2 separate regions of the Capsicum annuum genome follow, and region 1 is linked to region 2. Evidence: chromatin contacts called from public Hi-C data. All regions are on one chromosome and are shown on one strand. Each heading gives the region's core, a stretch centred on a gene start, on an enhancer-like site or on the middle of the called end of the contact. The rest is flanking DNA. Distances are from core to core; before and after follow the strand shown.

What was found. A called contact is a pair of places that touch in the nucleus more often than the background predicts.
Region 1: a contact with region 2 is called in a Hi-C map of placenta, with 2.2 times the contacts expected there. The contact joins the enhancer-like site here to the promoter of LOC107854832 in region 2. A contact is called at or near these places in 2 of 5 Hi-C or Micro-C datasets (leaf and placenta).

What each region holds. Positions count from the first base shown.
Region 1 is chr1:100,746,570-100,751,821 of UCD10Xv1.1, forward strand. It overlaps the pseudogene LOC107854829. Among protein-coding and RNA genes, the nearest start is that of LOC107854832, 130 kb to the left of the region's middle. Within about 2 kb of position 1,877, at least 5 of the 5 cell types and tissues checked have an H3K27ac peak or open chromatin away from gene starts, as enhancers often do. A contact at or near this core is called in leaf, where this site is marked.
Region 2 is chr1:100,618,991-100,624,451 of UCD10Xv1.1, forward strand. LOC107854832 reads left to right here and starts at 1,383. Exons shown (of 11, transcript XM_016699822.2): 1 at 1,383-1,714.

The DNA of each region.
Region 1 (5,252 bases), core at 627-3,126, 130 kb after region 2:
CCTTACCTAACCATTTTTGCAACTGAGCCTTTAACTCCCTTAGCTCAGCCGATGCCATTCAATATGGAGGGATAGAGATGGGGTAAGTTCCTAGCTTTTGATCAATGAAAAAATTAATGTCAAGATAAAGTGGCATACCAAGCAGATACCACCACGGCTGATGAAATAAGAGGGACCTAACACTAGTATTACAAAAATGAGCTAAAAAAGCCCAACACCCCTTCCCAACTAACTTCTTGGCTCAAATAAAAGAGATAAGTCTCAAAGGATCATGTTTATAATCACCCTCCTACTTAAATTTATCCATCCCTAGCGTATCCATGGGCACGACAGTCTCTAATACGATGTTAAAATCTATGATGTCTTGAATTGCTAAATTAACCTAAGTCTGATATCCAGGAACAATACAAAACAAATTCAATAAACTTGATCAACAACTACCAAACCCCAATTGGTTTAAAGACATATATAGGAGTATCAAGCATTTCACATGACATATCTAGACTCAAGTCAATTTAACAAAACCATATGAGAATGTGTAACCCAAATGAATAAAAATAGTAGTCATATGGTCATAAACAAGCATAGTAATTGTGATAACTTTGTATGAATCCTCAACCTCAAGCCTGCCTAGAAAATCATAAAAGTAGGCCTTACCACCATTTGATTGCCACCCCTACCAAACTATGCACTATTTCGATCTATATGACCGCCACCTTGGTTGGCTTGGTTTCCATCTTTAATCGCCAGATGACTACTATGTCTACCTTTTTGACGACCCTTATCGCCATCTTCACCTTTCCTACCCGTTGAAACAAAGGCTTGGGAAGTCTACTATTAGATTAACTCACTAGATTTTCTTAATTAGGATAATTTCTCTTAATATGAGAAACCCCATAGCAGTCACATCATATCCGATCTTGGGTGAGTCAGTAAGCTAACAATGATGAAAGAATATAACCACCAAAGCCTGAAGATAGTTGGTTATCCCCTTACGGAACCTAAGTAGACACCAACATTATGGACCAAATAGGGAGGGTATGTTAGACCTAAAAATATTGGCCCTGAGAATGAGAATCACTATATTTTCTAGCTTTCGAGCCTTTTTTGCCTAACTTGGTGTAACCACCCGCTTTACAGCTTCCACCCTTATTTACAAAATCCACTATATTCAAGGTCTTACCTAAAGATATCATTTAAAGTACAAAAACTATAAGACATGTATTTGAATCTTTAACAATCTCATCCTCTCATCCTCAGTAGTCAAAAACTATAAAGAATATCCAGACAATGTATGAAATTTTACCTCATAGGTCATAGCTGAGATACTTTTCTATTCTAGTCTATTGAACTTGTCTTTCTTCCTCTTCCTCAGAGCACATGACACATATTTCTCCAAAAAGATAGAATAAAATTAAGTCCAAGTCAATGGAGTCAAACCTACAACTTTACACTCAATGAATGCGCTTTACCATATTTTGGTATGCCTCTAAAACTAAAAAGTAACAAACTCTACTCCATACCTCTCTATGCTCCCAACTTGTGAAGCTTTTCATGACAATCGATAATAAATTTGTAAGTATATTCCAACTCAGTTACCTAAAAAATAAGAGGCTTCATCTTAAGGAACTTATAAACACTACCAAAAATTGGGTTTATGACAACAGACTTTTTAGCGACGGTTGCAAATGTATTGCTATAGACTATCTATGACAACGCTTTCAACCATTGTAAAAAAATTATTGTACTATTAAAATTTAGTGTTATGACCATCACTACTGAACATGAACTATTGCAATAGGTATATGCATAGCAATGCTATTGAAATCCGTTGTCAAAAAAGCACCTATGTCGACACTTAAAAAAAATAATCCGTTGCACCAGATATCTACATTATTTATCTATTCACCCCCCCGCCGCAACCATAATATTTTATTCAAGTCGCCATAATATTTTCTATTTTATTAAAACATTATTTTTGTTTCTCAATAGAAACCCTCAGAACAAAATCTAATCGAACCAAAAGCAACAATCAGTTCTTGAACATAGTTAGAAACAAACCGAAAGCGAACAACAAGAGATTATTATGACGATGACGAATAGCAAACAATCTTGGCCCTAGTTAGAACAACAATCAATTCTACAAGCTATAAGGTAACGAATTAGAGTCACATAGCAAGAGATTAAGGTAATGGCGAACAACAATGGATCCATTTGGAGCTCTCAATCTTCCTTCCACAGCAATCTCGACAATAGATTAAGGTAACGATTTTCTTACTCATAGTAAAATTTTGATACATTTTGAGCTCTCAGTTTGTTAGTGAAAATTCGAAAAACAATCAATTTTGTTGATTTTTATGATTTATCTCTCAATCTCTAAGTGTTGTTTGCTATTTCATAGATAACCCACTTGCTGTTTTGGGGTGTTCTTCAATTTGGGAATTTTAAGGTTAGTGTATTCTTCTCGATTTTGACCTAATTTTTGTATCTTAATTTCAATTTGGGTAGTCTCTCTTTTTTATTATAGCCGTACTATGACAGGCTTGTGGTTGTGAAGTCTAAGGTTGACCGGATTACTTCTTCTGGCATGAACAAAGTCTCCCAATCCTCCCCTTCAAAAGTTGATCAAGATGGGAAAATATTGATTCACTGAAGAAGAACTGCTTTTGGTTTGATGGTAACAATAAGTTTAACTTTTGCTTTTCATTTGGTTTCATGCCCTGCTATGTATTGTGGAAGAAGTTTGTATTGATATGGTAAAGGTTGATCATTATATATGTGTTGTTGGTTGATTTAAATGTGAAATAAATTTGAAGAACAAATGCATCAACCCAATATAGTCCCACAATAGGAATTTAAGGAGAGTGGGGTGTATGCAGACGGACCTTACCTTTGTGCAGTAGATGAATTGTTCCCTTAAATTTAGACATTAGCAATAGCTGCCTTTCGGTCAAATTATACTTAACAAGGTATAAACCTTAAAAAATATGATATATTGACCTGAAATATAAATAAAGTTGATTTTATGCTTTTAGGTTTAGATTTAAGGTTGAGCTTACTCATGAATCATGGCTGAATACACACTAATTTGTCAATAAACTTGATTTGATTTGCAACCTTTTTTCACTCTTTTAATGCTTGCCATCTGCCACACTAATGCAAATTTCAAGAGAAACTCTTCACCTTGCATATGGTTAGTAGCAATGTTGCTCGGACACTTCAAAAATGTTAGTTGGTGCGTGTCAAATTCTCCAAAGATAATGTATTTTTGGAGAGTCCGGCATGGATGCAACATAGAAAGTGAAGAGTCCGCACAACTTATGCTTCATAGTCTATAAAAGTAATTGTACTTCCCACATTATGATTTAACTTTCAATTTTTTACCTTGGAATATACTAAAGCACTTATAATGTGAGTCCTTGCTTTCCGAGTATCCCTGTTAAGATCCTGCAAGAATCATTCCCAATTCTGGAGTAACCAGAGATTATGTACCTTTCAAATGCATCTTATGTGGAAGTTTCTATTTAATGTTTCTTATATATAAGTTTAGATAACCATAAGCATTTAGGTTACATATTATCGCATTGTGTCTTAGGTTACGTATTCATCCCATTCTGTTACTTGAATGTGGCAAGTATAAGTACTTCAAAATCCAGTATCTTTTCCTTAAAAAATGTTTATGTAGTATATGGTGAATTCTTAGTGCTTGATTTAGTGATTTGACCATATAGTTGGACATATAATTGGTATATGTATGTATAGATTTGCTAAGTTGCAATTCTCACTATCACTGTCTGAAGATTCTTGTAACGATCTTCAATGGAATTCAGTTCTCTTTGTTGCACTGTTATTCTACTATTTTAGTTTCCAACAATGAAGTTGCAATTTAGCATGAACTAGAAGTGCCATTTTATTCAGTTAATCTTTTTCAGGTTCTTGGCAGACAAATGATAACAAGAGCCAAAATGGTCTAAAGTAACATATGCTTATGAAAACTGGAAATCAACTGGACCTTCTGAAAAACATCTAGTCTGAAAAACAAATCTAAAAATCCTTCGTAATGCCTTATCGTGGTTTTGTGTGATCTTATCATCATATTTCAATTCGTATCATTCTTTGTGAGTACCAGATTCTAAGTATTTAAGGACTAACAACATAAGCTAAGGAATTTGGTGCAAGTTTCAAGGCAAGAGATGTAAGCTTCATGAGTTCTTTATATTTTTAACAATATTGAGTTGTAATAGCAAGTTCTGGAGGACCTAATCTGAGTTTTTAGTCACCAGTCAGGCATAGCCAAATAAAACTTAAGCGTTCCTTCAATGTCTTGAGGAACTTCTTATTTCCCCTGAAACGGTCTTCTTTAATGCTGGTTTTAATCAAGTATGTTCTTAGCAGTGCAGACCACCAAGTACTTGAACAAAGCTCTTTACTACACCTACTGATAAAAGTTCTGACAAAAATTAATACGTCGATTCCAACTGGTATAAGAGGTTTCTGACTAAGATGTATCCACCTTTGTTAAGACGTCTGATATGCTTGACTTTAGCTGATTGTATGTGATATCCTTTAGTTGGCTAGATATTTAGTGACAATGTGGAGTTTATTGTCCAAATTCTTCTTTTCTGCTTAAGTGATCGGATGCTTATGCAACTGCTGTTTACAATGATGCTATCTTCTCATTTTTGAACTTTTAAGTGCTGCTAAATGTCTGCTGTAGATGATATGGAATTCTTTGATTTTGTATTATAAGTTGATGTTCTGTTCTTTGTCCTTATTTCGGCTTTCTTTTTACTTGGTTAGCATGTACTCCAACATGGTAAACCACATGAGAGGTCTGATATAAAAGGCAAGCTTACTGGACAAATTGTGAAGATGAGTCAACACAAGTACGCTTGATTTTTGCAACCCCAAAAGAGTGTCAAGTTCTGGTGAATGAGATGCTTGGTTCAACACTAGAAAATGAGCCTCTACAGGTTTGTTACTATTTTTTATTTTCACATATTTTGTACCATTCTATTCTGCATTTGAAAGGAAAAATGTTGAAAAGCGTAAAACTAGAACAGGTTATCCCTTATTTGTAGAGGTATAAGTGCACATTACACATCTGTGTACATGTATTTTACCTAAGAAAGCAGCATGCTACATTCTGGCGTTTACTTTAGCACGTGAAAGAGTATTAGTGCGATGAACATTTACTTTGCGGACTATAGAACACTTAAAATCCTCCAGTACTGAAGAGAACATCTTAGCAA
Region 2 (5,461 bases), core at 133-2,632:
CAACTTTCATAATCGAACACAACCGAAATAAACATAATCGAAATTATCAGAAATACAGAAATAGTCTTAAATTATTTGAGCAGCATAAAAAACTGATTTCGATCACTATTTTATTTTATCTGTTCAATTTACTGTTGCATTGCTTTTAACTCAAAATTCGATTACAAAATTTTCAAAAACAAATTAACGACGATAACAAAAACTTGAACGGAGCATCAGTAATGGTTGACAAAAAAATTTCAAACCGAAAAACAAGAATGATTAAGTACCTTCAACAACAGTAATGGTTGAATTTGCAATCGATTGTTGAATTCGAACAAATTGAACTGAAGAAGCTACAATTGAATTTGATTCAACAACATTAATGATTCGCTTTGTAACTTATGTTGAATTCGAAGAAATTTCAGTCAAATTTGATTCAAAAATAATAATAATTGAATTCGAACAATTTTGAACAAAAAAAGGTTCAATTATTTTTATTTTGCTTTTTTTTTTTGGATGAACTTGTTAATGAAAAAATTGAAATTTGAATTTTACTTAATGTTGTTAACATATATTGGAAATCACGTGGTTTAAGAGGTTTTAATGGAAAAGAAATCTACATATTTAATTCATGGGTAATTATACCATATTTACCTCAACTATTTTCAGTTAAATAAGGGCAGTAAAATGATTTGTATATGTTTTTTTATAGCAACAGTTTCTTAAAATACAAAATACAAGTTGCTATCTTAAGTAATTATTAAAGTGTTGCTAGGAAACTAATAATTATGGTTTTAAATATGCTATTTGTGAATTTTTCCCTAATAAAAAATTCAACTTACAAATCATATCATTATATAACTACGATGCCTCTGAGTTAGCTAGTAAAACATGTAGCTTTCTTGTCATAATCGGAAGTCCAAAATAGAGAGTAAAACAACTTGTTTTAGTTTCATCTTTAAGGAATGATGTTTTGGTTTGATCAATTTTAAGGAGCGACAGAATATTAAATGGAGCTTTAAGTTTAATAATAAGTACTTTAAAGTATATAACTAATGATAAAAATTAACTATAATAGTTCGTAACTAGTTAACGGTTTCCAATAAGAAAATTGAGCAATCCACTCTCACACTGATAAACCGTTAACTATAAAATTTTAATTTATTTTTCAGGCTTTAATAATATAAGATAATTCCAACCGGATAGTGCTAAATGACCACAAAAATTTGGCCCAAATTTGACAATAATAATAAAAAAACTATATTACCCTTTTCTTTCAAATAGATAAAATTATTTAATTTTTAAAGAAAAAGGATAAAAATATTCAAAAATTAACTAGTTCATAGTATAAACATAACTTTTTTATTATGACCAAAAAGACTTTTCCATTTCAATAAATCAATTTTGTCATTATTTAATGAATTGCAGTTCATTTTGAACAGCACTATAAGAAAGTACTTTATTAGCAAAACTTATTTGACGCTTTTGGTGACTTTATTTCATCCAAATATCCGAAACGCAACATAAACATGTGCTGCTTGGTAAATTTAATCAGGAAGTAGGGGCTTAGATTTAACAATATTGGGCTTGTGACTTGTGGCGAGTGCTGGCTGCTCTAGTCTTTGAAGCTATGGTCCGCCTGCCTGCCTGACTGCTTCTCCTAGTCTTTTCGTCTGCTTTCCTCCCTCTGTTCGATTGCTCCAGATTCCGAAACTTGTTTTTACATGTTCTGGTAAGCGTTTCTTGCGTTATGTGTGTATTTTGATATATGGGTCTACATCTATTTCTTTTGGATTTTCATTTTTCAAAGGGTTTACTCTAATATCTAGGATATTGAGCTTAAACTCAAAATCAAGAAAATATCAGATTATTCCATTGATTTATGTAGACAAACACCATATTTTTGTACAACTGGATTGGTATTACGATGTGCCTCATTGCGTAATATTTTATTGTGGTTCTTGTTCTACTGTAAAAGGGTGCTCTTGAGCAAATTGGCCTCTCTTTTATTATTAAATACTGCCTATGGACTTCTTGTTCTTTGTTTATTGGGGTGGATGAGGTCTCTTTTGGATGTAGGAACTAGTGTTGAAGAAAAATGCATCTGCTGTTTAGACATTAGATAGATGATATTGCACAACAATACAAAAACATGATTGGTATTTTTTTAGGATGAAGTCCTCCAAGTTCCAATGTTTGAATGAGTCTCAGATATAACGTTTATTTAATCTATATTTAATAGTTTGCTCATTTGATCAAATTTGAGTACTGAAAACTTTTAGTATGATAATGTTCTACATCAGTGTCCTATTGCTGTTCTTTGGCTTTTAGAATTCTATTAGTCAACATGACCCAAACCAAGCATTGCTTAGGTTGCTTAGCTGCAGTACTGTGCAATGTTTGTGGTTGCTCTTTAATCAATTTAGAACAACAACAACGACATACCCAGTATATTCCCACCAAGTGGGGTCTGGGGAGGGTAAGTGTACGCAGTCTATACCACTACCTCAAATGTGAGATAGAGAGGCTGAAGTAATATTAGGAATAATAAAAGAACAAGATCCAAGATAGGGTATAGTACTAGTAGGAACAAGAAAAGAACAAGATACAATAGAACTTAGCATATCCACAATACCATAAGCAAGATACTCCAAGAAACTCACCAAAAGATACAATATCCTAAACTCAGACTAACCTTCTACCCTAATCCGCCTCCTCCACAACTTTCTATCTAGGCTCATATCCTCGGTAAGCTAGAGCTGCTTCATATCATGTCTAATCACCTCCCCCAATATTTCTTCGGTCTACCTCTATCTCGCTTGAAACCATCCCTAGACAACCTCTCACACCTCCGCACTTGGGCATCCGTACTCTTTCTCATCACATGACCGAACCATCTCAACCTCGCTTCCCTCATCTTGGCTTCCACCGAAGCCATTCTCACCTTATCTCGGATCAATTTAGAACACATTCATAAAAGTGTCCTTCCAAATAAGGTACCAAAGGAAAATCTCAGAAAATAACAATTTTGCATTATCTTTGATACTCTTAATACACATATACTCGAGTTACTAAAAGCGGTGACCACCATCAATTGATTAAATGATCTCATTGAAGTATTGCTTCTTGTCTTCAAATTAAAGGCCAACTATATGGATTTTAAACGTAAAATGCGGATTTCTGATAAAATGTTAAATTGGTGAAGTGGGTCAAAAAGTGAAACCATATGCAGTTCCTGTCCTTTCACACTGTCCACCAGATGCAGTGTGAGATTAGATTCCACTAGATCTTCTGTGTCTTGTTTTCTCCTCTTCTAATCCAACAACTGAGTAAATCTGCAGTGTGTTCTTGCATAGTCCATTCCACACTTGACATGTTGAGAAACATGGGTCAAATTTGGGATGTGAAGGGGCAGTGTAAGAACAGGTGATTGTTAGTCTCTGCTGTCTTTCCACGTAAAGCTCACCAAGGGATTATGATCCTTCCCTTTCTTCCTCAGAACTTCATGTATCTGACAAGCTTTCCTAACAACCAGCCAAGTAAAAGACTTGGCTTTTGTTGGTGCTGAGTTCTTCCAGACCCTTTTCCACAACTTCTGATTGTTGTTACCTTGTACATTGATCTCCTTCCTATAGGCCCTGCCAACTGAGAATATCTCATCCCTGTTGTGAGCCCACTTTACTGCATAAGGGGTATTATTGGCGCCTGCAAAACCCCCCACTTCCTCCAATAATTTGGCTACTCTCTCTATTTCCCAGTCGTTAAGCAACCTTCTGAAAGAAAGGTCCCATCCTTGCTCTGTCCAATAGTCATTGATCTTTGCATCAGGGTTCGTACATAAACTGAATAAGTCTGGAAACAAGTCCATCAAAGGGCTCTGTTTAAGACGGACGTCCCACTAAAACCTAGTTCTCCTACCTTCTTCCACCTTAATGTACAAATCTGTTTCAAGCTTAGGCCACAGGTTTCTGATTGTTCTCGACACCCCCACACCATACACATCAATACTAGCATTGCTGCATCAAAAACCACCCTCCCCATATTTGCATTTAATCAAATCTTTCCACAAAGATTGCCTCTCCTCACTGTATCTCCACAACCATTTCATCAACGGGCTGTTATTTTGCTTCCTTAGGTCTCTGATGTCCATCCCCTCTCTTTTTGCTATGTAGAACTGTCTCCCACTTCACCAGATTATATCGTCTGATCTCCTTGCATCCATGCCATAGAAAATCTCTCCTAAGCTTGTCCAGTTTCTTTACCACTTTGGTCGGTAAAGGAAAAAGAGACATAACATAGGTAGGGAGAGAATCTAAGACAGAGTTGATGAGGATATTGTCTTCCACCAAGAGAAATGTATTGTGCCCATTAGTAATGAGGCACAACCTTTGCACCTACACTAGACCACTACTTAAGGGAAGCAAAGCGCACAACATGGCTTTAATTGAGGTTTAGAGCTTAAACACATCTTAAATGAACCTTTAACAATACTAGTTGTTAGTTCTTTATCAGTGTCCAATTGATATCGTGCTGTCCACATAATAACGTTTCTCTTCTATATCATTAAATCTCCTTTTGCTATAAAAAGTTCATCATTATGAAGTCGAAATAGTTTTGACATCCAAAGTAGAGATTGCAGTATTTGCTTTTTCTTTATATTGTTAGGATAGAAACTGCAATAATTTTTCTTTTCTTCCACAGATAAAAAACTAGACACATTTATGGTCGTTCATTTTTTGATTTTAGGAAGTTAGCCTCTGGTGACCTTGCAAAATGTTCTACTGCACAGTGCAAATTGATATATCAACGAATTCTTATGCCTAAGTTATTCCTTCTTTTAATTCAGTTCCCCCATCCTACTTTGTGGACCTGGTTGGACTACCCAAAAAATTGACCTTATATTTTGTAAATTCTAAAAGATTACCTTCCCCAAAATTTAACATGGAATGACAAGATACCATATATTTTAATTTCAATATGATTTTAAAGGATAACCAATAATTTCTCTTTGATTTTTTGTTTCAAATAGAAGATGTTGCTGAAACTCATTCAAACCAGTGATGTTGGATGCATAACATCATTAATTCCTTGTATTGCCCTTCCATTTGATTAGCTTATGTATTTCCTGCCTAAAGGAAATTGATTTTAATTGAGAGAACTGAGCACACAATGCTTTAACATGACTAGATCAAGGAAAATCTTTGGGAAGATGACAGTATACTGTAAAGAAAGAAGGTTAATAATGAACGATAGGTTTCGGATTGAGTTCGAGTGACTGAACGATAGTTTTAAAAACTTCCTTTAGTGTATCTGACTAGAACTGGAATTTCGCCACATTTTGAAAGACGACGTATCCATTATTATCTATAGTTGAGGGATAAGCACGAGGAGAGTTCTGTTGCCTTTGCAGTCACGGCTGATAGTTGTGAAGAAAGATCATTCAACTGAGTTGCTGCATGCATTAGGAATGAGATATGCC